Linked DNA regions of Mus musculus: regions 1 and 2 are each linked to region 3. The links are chromatin contacts, called in public promoter capture Hi-C maps. All regions are on one chromosome and are shown on one strand. The core of a region is the stretch at or near the end of the contact, and the rest is flanking DNA. Distances in the headings are between cores, read along the strand shown. Region 1 has its middle 39 kb from the start of Slit3. Region 2 holds the start of Slit3 (slit guidance ligand 3). Region 3 holds the start of Pank3 (pantothenate kinase 3).

The links. Promoter capture Hi-C pulls out the DNA fragments that hold promoters and counts their contacts.
Region 1: a promoter capture Hi-C map of trophoblast stem cells shows a contact between it and region 3, with 4 times the contacts expected there. The contact joins the enhancer-like site here to the promoter of Pank3 in region 3. A contact is called at or near these places in 4 of 39 promoter capture datasets (the 3T3-L1 cell line, hippocampal neurons, second pharyngeal arch cranial neural crest and 1 more), 4 of 115 datasets of contacts at active chromatin or transcription factors (embryonic stem cells, large pre-B cells and trophoblast stem cells) and 1 of 9 other capture datasets (embryonic stem cells).
Region 2: a promoter capture Hi-C map of 3T3-L1-derived adipocytes shows a contact between it and region 3, with 4 times the contacts expected there. The contact joins the promoter of Slit3 here to the promoter of Pank3 in region 3. A contact is called at or near these places in 7 of 39 promoter capture datasets (the 3T3-L1 cell line, 3T3-L1-derived adipocytes, the HPC-7 cell line and 4 more), 1 of 484 Hi-C or Micro-C datasets (embryonic stem cells) and 7 of 115 datasets of contacts at active chromatin or transcription factors (the NIH/3T3 cell line, astrocytes, embryonic limb bud and 3 more).

The regions. Positions count from the first base shown.
Region 1 is chr11:35,080,595-35,084,912 of GRCm38.p6, reverse strand. No RefSeq gene overlaps it. Among named protein-coding and RNA genes, the nearest start is that of Slit3, 39 kb to the left of the region's middle. Within about 2 kb of position 1,687, at least 17 of the 459 cell types and tissues checked have an H3K27ac peak or open chromatin away from gene starts, as enhancers often do. A contact at or near this core is called in trophoblast stem cells, where this site is marked.
Region 2 is chr11:35,118,642-35,122,817 of GRCm38.p6, reverse strand. It overlaps Slit3 (slit guidance ligand 3), which reads right to left and starts at 1,362. Exons shown (of 36, transcript NM_011412.3): 1 at 1,107-1,362. The coding sequence starts at 1,303.
Region 3 is chr11:35,766,908-35,771,134 of GRCm38.p6, reverse strand. It overlaps Pank3 (pantothenate kinase 3), which reads right to left and starts at 1,640. Exons shown (of 7, transcript NM_145962.2): 1 at 1,188-1,640. The coding sequence starts at 1,215.

The DNA.
Region 1 (4,318 bases), core at 438-2,937, 690 kb after region 3:
CTGGGTGTTAATAGAGATGGCAACATTGTCTCTTAAGGATTTATGTCAATGCTCAGTTTCTTTTGACCTTACAAGCATCCTCATGTATGAAGATGCAACATCTTTTCATTATGGCTTTTTCCTTTTGAGTCAAGGTTTCTCTGTGTCTTAGGTTGTTTCCCTGTTTCAGTGATAAAATGCCCTGACAAAGCAACTCAAGGGAGAACAGGTTTCTGTCTGCTTATTGTTCAAGGATGTAGTCTATCATGGCAGGAGAAGTAGAGGCAACAGGAAAGATGTAGTCTTGGAGCAGTTGGCAGCACATCTAGTCAGGAAGCAGACATGGATGGATGTAGGTAGCTGTTCAGTTCTCTGTCTTAGCTTCTGTAATCCAAGCTTCCAGCCAGAGAATGGTGCCACACACAGCAGGTGGGCACTCCCACAACAATTAATGCAACCAGGAGACCATTTCTCAGGTGATTCCAAGTTCTGTCAAGTGGGCAACTACCATCACATCCTGCAGCCCAGGCTGACCATGAACTTGTAGCCATCTTCCCACATGCTGGGATTGCACTGCTGTATGGTGATGTTGAACATTTGATGTAGTCTTTTGCAGCTCTGTTAATTGGGGGGGGGGGGCTTATATGGTTGAGATGCCTGGAGCTTGTTGTCTAGTGATTTATTCTCAATTATCCCTCTGCTCTGCTACAGAGTGGTATGTTGCACAGGTCAAGTGGCCTTTCCTTGCTCCCCTGGGACCCATTTGGACCCTGAACTTGCAGCTCCATAACTCTTATCTTGGACTCCTAACTGCCATTGGGTCCATGCATGCACTGGCCACCCTAGACTTATGGAAATGCCCCCCCCCCCCTATATCATTAGTGTGAGAGAAAAGTATTGCTGAAGATGTAAACAGGGAGGGGAGGAATCACAACCATAGCAACGTTCGTTCATTGGAAGCCCTGAGACGGACTCTCTCTTAAGCTTTTACATTCCACAAATGATGCCTGGATTCAGGACCACTGGAGTTGAAGCTTTTATACGGCACAGAAAACTCACCAGCGATGAAGCCACTATATTCAGTTTGTGACCCAGTGTGAAAGTTTCATTTTGAAAGAATATCACAGACACAGGAGGAGGGTGGTTGTATTAGGGACACTATATGTATGACGCTGCTATAATCTACCTGCTGGTTTCTTTGCTTTCAGACCAGCACTTCTCTAGTGCCTTCACAAATCCCTTCCAAAGTCCTTTACTTAAAATAAAAATCAATGTTTCCATCCTCTGGCTGTTCATCACCTGCAGGGTGACATCCAACTCCTTAGCATTGTCTATGAGAATGTTTACAATCAGCCCCTCCTACCCTATCAATCAGCCTCCTAAGAATTCCTCATTCATTGTTGCTTCCCACAAACCTCCCTTGCTTTAATTAACCCTTCAGTAAACACACGTTTTTTAGTCTCCATGCACACACCATGACACTTCCTGCCATCCCTTAGTTTTTACATAAGAAACATTGGAGAACCACAGGTAAAGGCTTTTGTAACCTCAGGCAAAAAGAGCTTCTCTTACAACTTCATCTTCTCTGTAGATGAAACCCGAAAAAAAGGGCTCGGACAGAAAAAGTGGGGTCCATTCTGAGTCACAACTTCTTCCACTAGAAACTCTCCTCTTAGCTGTGAGTCATCTCAGGATCAGGTGACCGAGTTCTGTAATGAGGCTTCCCTTTGTGTTGGCTAGTGTTTGATAACTTGACACACGCTAAAGGGACTGAGAAGAGGGAATCTCAGTTAAGAAAACGCCTTCGTACTTAGCCTATTATCAAGCCCATGTGGCATTTTCTTAATTAGTGACTGGTGTGGGAGAACCCAGTCCATTGTCCAGTCTCACCCTTAGGCTGGTGGTCCTGATGTATATAAGTAAGCAGGCTGAGAAAAGCCACAGGGGCTTAGCTAACCAGTAAGCATCACTCTTATTGAACAGAAGTATGACCTCTGCTTCAGTTCCAGCCTCCAGGCTCTGCTTCGAGTTCCTCTGACTTTACTGGATGAGGGACTGTAAGCTATAAGCTGAAACACGCCCTTTGCTCATCAAGTTGCTTTTGGTCATGGTATTTTATCCTAGCAACAAGAATCTTAACAATGATATCTTTGGAATGCAAGATATTTGTCAATGCTATTAATTGAAATTTGCTAGGCAAATTCTGCAGTCTCTTCCATATTACATCTCAATTTTTTTTTAAATGGACAGATAACATGCTTGAAATTAGCAAGTAAGTTGAAGAGACATACTTATCCCGTGACTCCAGTGGGCTCTACTATAAGGATACCCACAAGCTTGTTTCCTGGAGTAAGGGCTTCCTTCAGCCATCCACCACTGCTATACATAACACACAAGACACTTGAGTCACCTTGCCTACTCACTGACCTTTGGACTCATTAGGTGGTTTCATATTTAAAGTGCGCTGTTGGTGCTGTTGGCCAATCTAGAATGCCTTCTCCTCTCAACTTGTCTGATAAGATTTCTCAGGCTTGGGGAACTCACTCTGCTCAGCACGTTGTCCCATACTCTTTGAGTTGGGCAATTGTGCTTACCTACAGTAAAGTTCTTATATTATCCACATTGATCACTCAGTGGAATCCATGCTGTCAAAGCCAGGTTCATATCTCAGATCTTTTGTTCCCTCTGGTAAGTAGATAGGACAATCATTTTGGGTACAGATCTATTTTGAGTTACCCTGTAAATATCTGTGGACTAAATGAAGCTGACCTCATGATAAGAAAAATGAAGGCAAAAGAACAGGAGGAGGAGAAGTTAACAAAGAGTGGGCTAACTAATGCGATGTTGACATCACACCTCACAGATCACAGCGTTGTTCACAGTTCTGTGAAGTAGGTTCTGTTATTGATCATATTTTACCTTTAAGATTAGCAAGTTTCTGAGCACTCAAGTAACTTCTTTAGTGGGCCAATCACAGTGGTACACAACTTAATTCCAGTACTCCAGGCAAGAGGCAGATGGATAGATCTCTGTGAGTTAGAGTCCAGCCTGGTCTACATAACAAGTTCCAGACCATACAGCTACATAGCAAGACTCAGTCTCAAACAACAACAAGCTCTCACACAAAAGAACAAAAGTAAAAAGTCTTCTTCAAAGATTGCATTCTATATTGGAACACCATTACTTGATCTTGAGTCTTAAATTCTTCACGAAAAGAGAAAGAGGGTGATCCTGGGACAGTAGCGGGGACAGGGGTGGAGGGTAGTGAAGTAGCCATACTAGGTATGATACTAGGTCAGAAACAGGAATTGTTTCCAGTAAGCACTCTACTGCCAGGTCAGTCAGTGCTTTCTCCCAGAAGGATGGTCTGTCCTGATCAGGTCCAATAGACAAAGGAACCTGACACAGGAGCCAGACCTTAAGGAGTGAGCTGTTAGGGAAGTGATCAGTTTTCCAGAAGACTGAGCTCTGTGAGACTGTGCCCCGGGCTACAGGGGGGCGTTTCTGAGCATCAGGGAAGCTCAGCAGCACAGAGAGGGGCTAGAAGAAAGGGCAACTGCCCGTCTAGAAAGAGCATGGTATTCTATCTTGCCTCTTTCTTCTTGACCTCTGCCTTTTTAGATCACTGGAGTCTTCTCTCTCATGTGACTCTTTCACAGAGAACCCCCTTCTTTTCTTCCACCTAACCCCTTACAAAATCTAAACTCGCACAGACCCTCTCAGGGAGATGCCACACCTGGCTGCAGCTCCTTTATCAGAAAAGAGTGTGGAAAATGATATTTTCCTTCTGCCATAGTAATGTACCCCACATTAGGCAGGCAGGACAGTAGGAACTGATACTTTAAAAGGTGCTGCTTGGTGTAACCTAAGGGTAAGGGTTTATTTCCCAAGAAGCCACTGGATATGCTGATGGCTGAACACTCGGTGGGTCTTTGTCCTTACAGTTTGGTGACTCAGGATCTCCCTGAGTGTGAGACTATGAAATGTGTGCGGGGAATTGGTAATGAGAGCCTGCTGATCAGGGTAGATTTGTCAGATTACAGGAAACCAATTCTGAGGGTCTCCTGCTGAGCTCTCTTAGGCCCTGAGACATTCAGCTGAATTATCTATTAAGAATATTTTTCTAAGTCTTTTGTCCTAATTTAGAGGCTGTAAACTCTTCGCTGTTGCTGGTCCACCACAAATACGAAACAGTCGTTTGCAAGGCAAGCAACTGATGGGCTGGCTCCCTCTGGATGCCTTGCACAGGGACTCTCCCTCTGCTGTTTTCTCCTCTGTCGAATGTATGTCTGATTGTTTTTCTGCTCCAGTGCACACCACACACGTGGTGGTGGTGGGA
Region 2 (4,176 bases), core at 113-2,612, 650 kb after region 3:
TGCTAACCCTGAGACAGGCTGGGTAGAGAGCAACTGGGCAGTGCAATGGCTGGAATTGTGACTAGGGCAAGCCTTCACCCACTCAGAGGCTCCAGCTCCCTCCACCACCAGGGCTCCATACTCCCTCACCCCGCCCCCAACTGTGGACTAAAAGGAGCCCACCCCCGGAGGCCAAATTTTGAATTTGGTCGTGAGGATCAAAATGATAAATCTTTCCAAAACGCTGACATAAGAAAAGTAAATATTTGGTTGCACAATTGGGGTTAAAACGAGGGTCAATCCACCCCACTCTCCAAGAGCCTCTCCGCTAGCTGCCAACCCCAGGATCCGAGGCTGAGTGCGGTTTGTAAGATTATAGCGCTAGGTCTCATTTAAAGGGCTGTCAGCATTTCCATTCTCCGGCCCGTTTGGGGAGGCATTTATAACCCGGCCATAAAAAATTCACCCGGGCTGCAACTTGGCATCCCCAATGCTGCACTCCAGGCAGGGAGGGTGTTGAGAGCACCCACTCAGAATCCGTCCGGTTTTTCAGAAGTTAAGACCTCTTTCGTACACACTCAACTTTCCTAGCAAGGACAGCCACACAGCAGCTGGCCCATTCTGATCTCCAGGAGGGTCGCAGGTTTTTTTTTTGGGGGGGGGGCGAGGGGGTCCGGGAAGGAGGCTCTCAGGTCTCTGCGATCGAAACTCCCCATCTCCGTCTAGCTTGCTACCTCGCCTCTCCCTCTTTAAGAAGCAAGGGGTAATGGACCCCTCATACCCAACCCCAAACCTTGAGACCACCACGCTCTCTGACACCCCCCCACTCCTCCGCGCTAGCCTTCTGCTAGCTTTATTCTCCCGATCTGTCAGCGGATAAGCCCCCGGTGCCCTCAACCAGGGAGGCACTACGCGGTCCCATCGCGGGGGCAACTCGTACACTTCTCTCCACACCTGCCCAAAGCCACGCCACCCCCAACTTATTGAGCGTGTCTGACAGCAGGGGTAGGGGAGTAGGGATCGTCCCCCATGCACCGGAGAGGAAAGAAGGACCTGCGCCCTGAGGGCGACTCTGTAGGAGCCAGCCGGGTGGGTGGCCTGAGCGGGCGGGCGGGGTGGGTACTCACAGGCGCTCTGCGTTGCGGGGGATGCCCCGAGGAACGGCGCGCAGGCCCAGCCCGTGGCAGTCCACGCTAGCGGCGGAGCAGGTACACTTGGTGGGGCAGGCGGCAGCAGGGGGTCCGCTCAGGATGCTCGCAAGCGCCAAGCCCAGCGCCAGGCGGGCGCGCACAGCGGCGCCGGCCCCGGTCCGGCCGAGGGCCATGGTGCACAAGCGCCCGCACCCAGAGGAGGATGCCTGGCGAGGCGGGACACGAGGAGCCCGAGGAGGCGCGCGGGCGGCCTGGGGGGCGGGCGGCGGAGTTAGCGCGGAGGAGGGGCGGGCGCGGCGCTCAGGCGCACGGGGTGCGGGCGGAGCGGGGCGCGCCGGGCGGCGGCGGCAGCAGCTCCATCCGTGGGGCTGGCGCTGCCCCGCTGCGCATCACTCACGGTGCCCAGGTACCGAGCGCCCTCGGGTCCCTCTGGGTCGCCGGTAGAGGTGAGGGCTCTGTCTGGGTCCTGGACTGAGCGCCAGGGAGCACCGTGCCCCGGGAAGTCCGGCTCAGGGCTGGGCTGCGGAGCACAGAGGCGGCTGGGGCACGGAGTGGTCCGGAGAGCTAGCCGGCGCTCGCTTTCTCCATTCACTGAGCAGGGTAGACACCGGAGACGCGGGGCCCGGCCCCTCCCGCCCCCCTCCCAAAACACCAGCTCCGCCTCCCATTGGCTGCGCTGAGCGTCACGTCGACTAAGTTGGGAACTTTGCTGGAGCAACCAAGAGCCTGTAGGGAGGAGGCAGCAGGGGAGCTAGAGAGACCCAACTGGGAAGGAAAGGGACTTGGCCAGCCCGGGCCGCCAGGAAAGAAACATTGAAATTCATTTATTCTTGGGAGCCAAGAACTGATAAACCTCGTGGCTTCATTTTTTTTTTTTAATTCAGTCACCGAGCTGGATACAGAATACCCACATGGGAGCATCAGAAACTAGGCTTCATGTTTTAGGTGAAAGAGTCAAAGTTGGACTAAGTGAAATGATTATCCGAGACCATACAGCTACTAGGCATTCTGTACCCTGACACATTTATCCGTGGAAACTTTGCCCCTACCCTAATTAGTGTTCACAGCTAAGGCCAACAACTATTTCCTAGAGGACTTACAGATTAGAGAACACTACACAGACACACAGTCACAGTCAGTCAGTCAGTCAGTCAGTCAGTCTGTCTGTCTATCTCTCTGTCTCTCTCTCTCTCTGTAGTAAATGTAAGAACTTGGACCCCGGTATTGACACCATCACTTCATCTGCTTCCTGTCTAGGGGACTAAGGGGCAATCATGTCACCTGCGGACCTTTATTTCCTTATTTCAAGGTGCCACCGTTCTGACAGACTTCCCTTGCACATCAAAGAAAAGAACGTGATTTTATAAAATAGTGCAGTAGCATGCAAGGGACCTATTCCCCATCCCCCTCCTCCCCAGCCTTGCCTTCATTCTGCCAGTGCCTGCTCTAAATTGGCTGGTCTGAGCTTTTCCAGATGCCGGTGGGGAAGGGCCATGTTACAGGCTCCATACATACTTGTAGGAATGATGTTGTTTGTTTGTTTGAAGGGAAGGGGCAGGAACTGGAGGAAATATTGCCCAGACTTCCTTGAGATCCTCTTGTACTGGAAAGGTCTGAAATAGCCTTGGTTTTACACACACACACACACACACACACACACACACACACACACACACTACACCCCCCCACACCCCTATACTCTTAACTATAAAACACATGCACTTTCACACACAAAAAATATGCAGTCACATACAGAGAAGAACATGTATGTTCACATACCACTAACCACTATGCGCCTGAGAACTCTCTTTTCCCTCATATGAATGCTACTCAGATTCTTCTATTTTCCTTAAAGGAAACTTTTAGCTACTTGACTACACACTGTAAATATATAGCTGAGGTGCAAATTTTATTTTATTATAGCTAGCATATTTTCAGAGACTTAGCTCTAAGGACTCAATTGCCCCCCAGCTCCCCCCCCCCACCCCCACACACTTATACCCCAACCCCAGCACACACGTGAGATTCAGTTCTCTGCTGTTATTCTTGGGAACTGTTTCTGCCCAGCTGCTGCCGCCATCGCCCTCTGGTGGCCAGAAAAGAGCTAGGCTCTGCTTCCGATGGTGACTTCAGCATTAAAGAACTCCAAACATGCCTTTGCCTCAGTCCTCCAAAGCTTTCCTACAAACCTTGAACCAATTTAGTACCAGGGCTGAGGCAGATGAGAGAGGACCGGGCAAGGTCCCAAGGGCACAAAAGCATCTCAGACTGTCTGGAACAGCAAAGAGCGGGGTTGTCTTTGTTTGCTGAAATGCATGCATACTAAAAGCATGCTCTGCAGCCCTGCAGCCTGGACCTGGGTGGGTTCTCTGAGCACAGTGGTAAGCCTCTGTGTTTCTATTTAAGCTGCATGGGAGTTTGAGAGCCTACTGGATCTTTAAATGACTTCTCGGGCATTGAAATATGCTACTTCCTCAGAGAAGGCCCCTAAAACAGACCACAGATCATGGGAGTTCTTCAGAATCAGTCATCTTTAAGTACTGGGCAAGTGAAATAGACATGCGTACACAGACGAGCAGGGTGCACAGAGACCTGCATTTCTTGGGCAGAGACACCCTTAGAAATCACCTAATCTGGGTGTTTTACATCCACTGTCTTCTGGCAATGGCTGGGTCTAACATGTGTCTTCTTAGGGGACAGGGTTTCCCCAGCAACGACTAGGGTGTTCTTTACTCTGCCCCTTCTTGGAGATTCGCTGCAGGTTTGCTGACTTTAGTTTTCCAGTTAACTCCTTCTGGTGCTCACAAAAAGCTTTCCTGGAATGTAAGCTCAGAATCTCAAATACAAAACGCACCTCTTGTCTCTTCCTAAGGAGAAAAGAGAATCAGAGAGGTAGGCTTCCGTGCAAAGTTACCCAGCTAATTAGTGAGAGGTTGTGGAGCAGGGCCCATGGTTGCATTTCAGCCTCTGCCTACCTCTGAGGCATCTTCACAATGTGTCAGTCTCCTCGCGAAAGAATTCGCCAGCCTCGCTGCTGAAGTCTGGG
Region 3 (4,227 bases), core at 391-2,890:
CTGGTCTACAAAGTGAGTTCCAGGACAGCCAAAGCTGCAGAGAAATCTTGTCTACAAACAAACAAAACGAAACGAAACGAAAGCATCATTAATGCTTTCTATAAGCAGATAATCTAAAAACAAACAAACACTGTCTCTTAAGGACCATGCCCTGTAGGTGGAAGGGAAGCAGCACTGCACTTTGAGCCAGTACAAGGAGGGGACTAAAAGTCACTGAAGCAAAGTTCTCTTTCCTCATCTTTAAGCACTGAGAACTCTCACGTTTTAAGTAAATGTTTCTGGACTGCGTTGGAAGCTGAGTCTGTGAGGTTTATGGGAACAGGCAGGGAAGATGTTCATGCCCCCTTTACAGCTGACCTCTAGGCGCAGTTGTAGATGGCATAAAACACTAAAATCTGTAAAACCTCTATGACAGGAACACAGATCCCCACATGCCCAGTTAGTAGAGAATGAAAGAACAACATTCACAAAGACTGAGCCAATAAACAAGCCAACCGCAGGAATAAGAGGCATTTAAAAGACAGCTTGTGAACCTTGATGTGTCTCTCATAACAGGGTTAGAACCTTTGCATGTATATGCATGTACAACTACAGAAAAAAGCTCGAGGTATTTATCACCATATTAATGTGTTCGAAATAGCTGAAATACGATGTTTAACCTTGGTGTTTATCTGCTCCCTAAAACACAAAACCAGCTGATTTTCTAAACTGCCCAAGCCATTAATTTATCTACAGGCAGAGTACATGCACAAGCGTTGAACAGCTCCAAATGCAAGGCTGACAACTCCCAGGAACCCACCTGGACTTCAAGGACACGCGCAGGAAACCCAGAAACTGGGGAAAATGGGAGGGAGGTGGTGTACCAACCCCTATCTGACAGCCATGACTACCTCTTTTCAAGAGGGGCCTGGTAGCTGTGCTCCCATTTTGGTAAAACCCGAGTCAAGATTCTCCCGTGCACCTCCCAGATCTGCAGGAGCAAGAGAGCAGCGGGCAGGGGGACCGCAGGAGCCTGGCCCTCATGCATGGGGGTGGGGAAGCCCGCCGCCTGCAACCTGGGGCTGCAGCGATCCCTCCCTTCCCTCCCTGGCTGGCGTCCGAGAACAGTCGCGAGCTTAAAGCGGGCCGCTCCGCCAGAGGCTCCAAGGCCCGTCTTCCCAACCCACGGGTCCCCGGTCCCATCTTACAGGGTTTTTTGGCATCCTTGATCTTCATGGCGTCGGCCTAAGGCGCGAGGGGTAGCCTCGGGTGCAGAGCTCAGCGAGGAGAGGTGAATACTCCGGAGCTGGCTGGGCCGCGCGGCGAGGCCCGGCCGGTTCCTCCCCTCAGGCCGGGTGGGGCGGGCCTAGGGCGGGGCGGCGGCGCCTGAGGCCACAGGCGGCCCACGGGGCGGCCCAGCAACCCCGCAAGGGGCGGCCGGGACCGAGCGAGCCGGGGAAGGCCGCGGGCCTCGCCGCTCCGTGGCCCCCCGCAGCCGCTCCGAACAAAAGGCCCCGGTCCCCCGAGCCGCCGCCGCCGCCGCCGCCGCACTGAGAAATAGCCCGCCCAGGCCCAGCGCCCACGTGACTCAGGCCTCCTCGCCTCGCTCTCCGCGGGGCTGCTAGGAGTTGTAGTTCTCCGTAGAGTGAGGCTCCACTCTCCTGCGGCAGATGCTCAGGCGGACTACAAAGCCCAGGATGCCTCTCGACCCCTATTTCTAGCCCCCCTCCGCTTCCGGAGATCGCCTCAGAGTGGTCCCAGCGGGGAAGAGGCGGAGCCTTAGTCACGCCAGCAAGGAGGCCGCCAATGGTAGCAAGCCGTGGGCGGTCCTGGCAATTCCCGGGCTCTGGTCTCGTAGCGGCTGAAAGAAGAGAGGGGTTGTGAACTCTGAGGGCGCTGTGGCTGTCACGCAGTCGCAGATTTTCCTCTTGATGGTTTTTCCCTGTGATGGCTGTGTCAAAATTCAGGGGTCCAGACCACTGAATACGTTTGATGAGATAAGTCATCCGCTAAAGGAACACCTTGAATATTGGGGTTGGAAGGTCACTAAAGATGGTAACATTTGCTACATAATTATTATTTAATGTAATGTAGTCTAGCAGCCTTTTGAGTCACATGCGAGTTTTATTTACTGTGAAGATACGGCAGGAACGAGGCAGTCGAAACACTTGAAAGTTGTAGTATGGTCGTGGTGCAACGCCTTTAATCCCTGAACTCTGTGGAGGCAGAGGCAGGCAGATCTCTGGAAATTCGAGGCCAGCCTGGTCTACAGAGCGAGTTCCAGGACACCCAGAGCTACAGAGAAACCCTGTCTCATAAAACAAAACGTTTGAAAGCACATGCCTTTCAGGTTCCTCACAGGATCTCTCTAGTCTAGCTCCTCATTATAAAGAGGAAAGTGACTTTCAGAGAAAAGAATTAGATGCACCAGTTCTCAGAATAAACCCAGGATACCCTTTTCTCTACGCCTCTTGTGATTTGAGATCATCCATCGGAAAAGGAAGAGATGGTATCAAGGACATGGCCTCTCCTCCACTTTTATGTCTTAGATGGCAAAGAATTCAGTCATTGACAATATGTGGCTTGGTAGGAACCTCCATGTGCTTGCCCCTGGGGAGTTGGCCCTGGAAGATAGCATTCCAAGAAACAATCTAACTGGCGAGCTCTGCTGTCCTGCCTTTGCTGATTGCTATAGTTTGGATTTAGTTGCTCTAAGCCAAAATTCACACTGAGGCTTCATTTCTCAATGAAGTAGTGTGAGAAGGTGGGGCCTTCAGGAAGTGACTGGGTAATGGGGACACCAGTCTTGCGGTTGATCAATGACTTTCTCTAGAGACTGTATTACATCTCATGGGACTAGGTTAGAGCTTATGGGAATGAGTTGGGTCTGGCAGGTCTGGTTTAATTACTGTGTACTGGTGGATATAATGGAAAGTTAGCTTTGGTGTTCTGGCGACTTTCAGATTCACTTGACATTCTTCTTTGGATTTTACCGTGTAATGTTTGTCAGACCACCCCTGCCTCCAAAGGGTAACTAAACACCCTCCTCCCCCATAACATACCAAGTCTCAAGTATTTAGATATAGGCAACACAAGACAGACTGAAACAGTTGATAAAGCAAGGGCAGAGAGAGAGAGAAGCCAGGTGTGTGGTAGTGGCTCATGCCTTTAATCCCAACATAGACAGGCAGATTTCTGAGTTCCAGGCCAGACTGGTCTACAGATCAAGTTCCAGGAAGGCCAGGGCTACACAGAGACACCCTATTGGGGGCTGGAAAGGGGGAGATAAGAAAGGACCAGGGCGATGGTGGCCCATACTTTTAATCCTAGTTCTGGGGAGGCAGGTACAGGCAGATCTCTGTGAGTTCCAGGACAACCAAGATTACACAAAGAAACCCTGTCTTATTTTCTGCCTTTGTTCTTACCCCAAGATTATTTCTTGAAACAAATTTGTGTGGTAACCAGAGCTGATGGGAATACTCCAAATCCAGAAAAGCTATTGCTTACCCTTAGCCCTGGAAATTCCTGGTTTAAAAAAACCTTTGTTTTGCTGGGCGGTGGTGGCACACGCCTTTAATCCCAGCACTTGGGAGGCAGAGGCAGGCGGATTTCTTAGTTCAAGGCCAGCCTGGTCTACAAAGTGAGTTCCAGGACAGCCAGGGCTATACAGAGAAACCCTGTCTCGAAAAAAAAAGCAAAAAAAAAAGCTTTGTTTTGGGCTGGGAAGATGGTTCAGCGGGTAAGAGCACTGACTGCTCTTCCAAAGGTCCTGAGTTCAAATCCCAGCAACCACATGGTGGTACACGCCTTTAATCCCAGCACTCCAGAGGCAGAGGCAGGCGGATTTCTGAGTTCAAGGCCAGCCTGGTCTACAAAGTGAGTTCCAGGACAGCCAGGGCTATACAGAGAAACCCTGTCTCGAAAAAAAGCAAACAAAAAATTTAAAAATGTCAAGAGGACCAATGAGATGATTAAGTAACAGAAAGGCCAGGCCTGATGGACTGAGTTTAATTCCTGGGCCCCACATGGTAGAAGGAGAGTCCCGCTGTGACCCCAAACACCCCATACACAAATCCACACACAAGATAAATAAGTAAATACATGTGAGTTTTTAAAAAAGATACACCATGAGTCATATCCCCTGGGAAACCCACTAATGTTGGTTATTCTAGTCATTTATGTCTTTAGAGGAAAGAAACGAAGGAAGTATAAAGTTTGGACTCCAAAGGCCTGTCAAGGTCTTCTCAG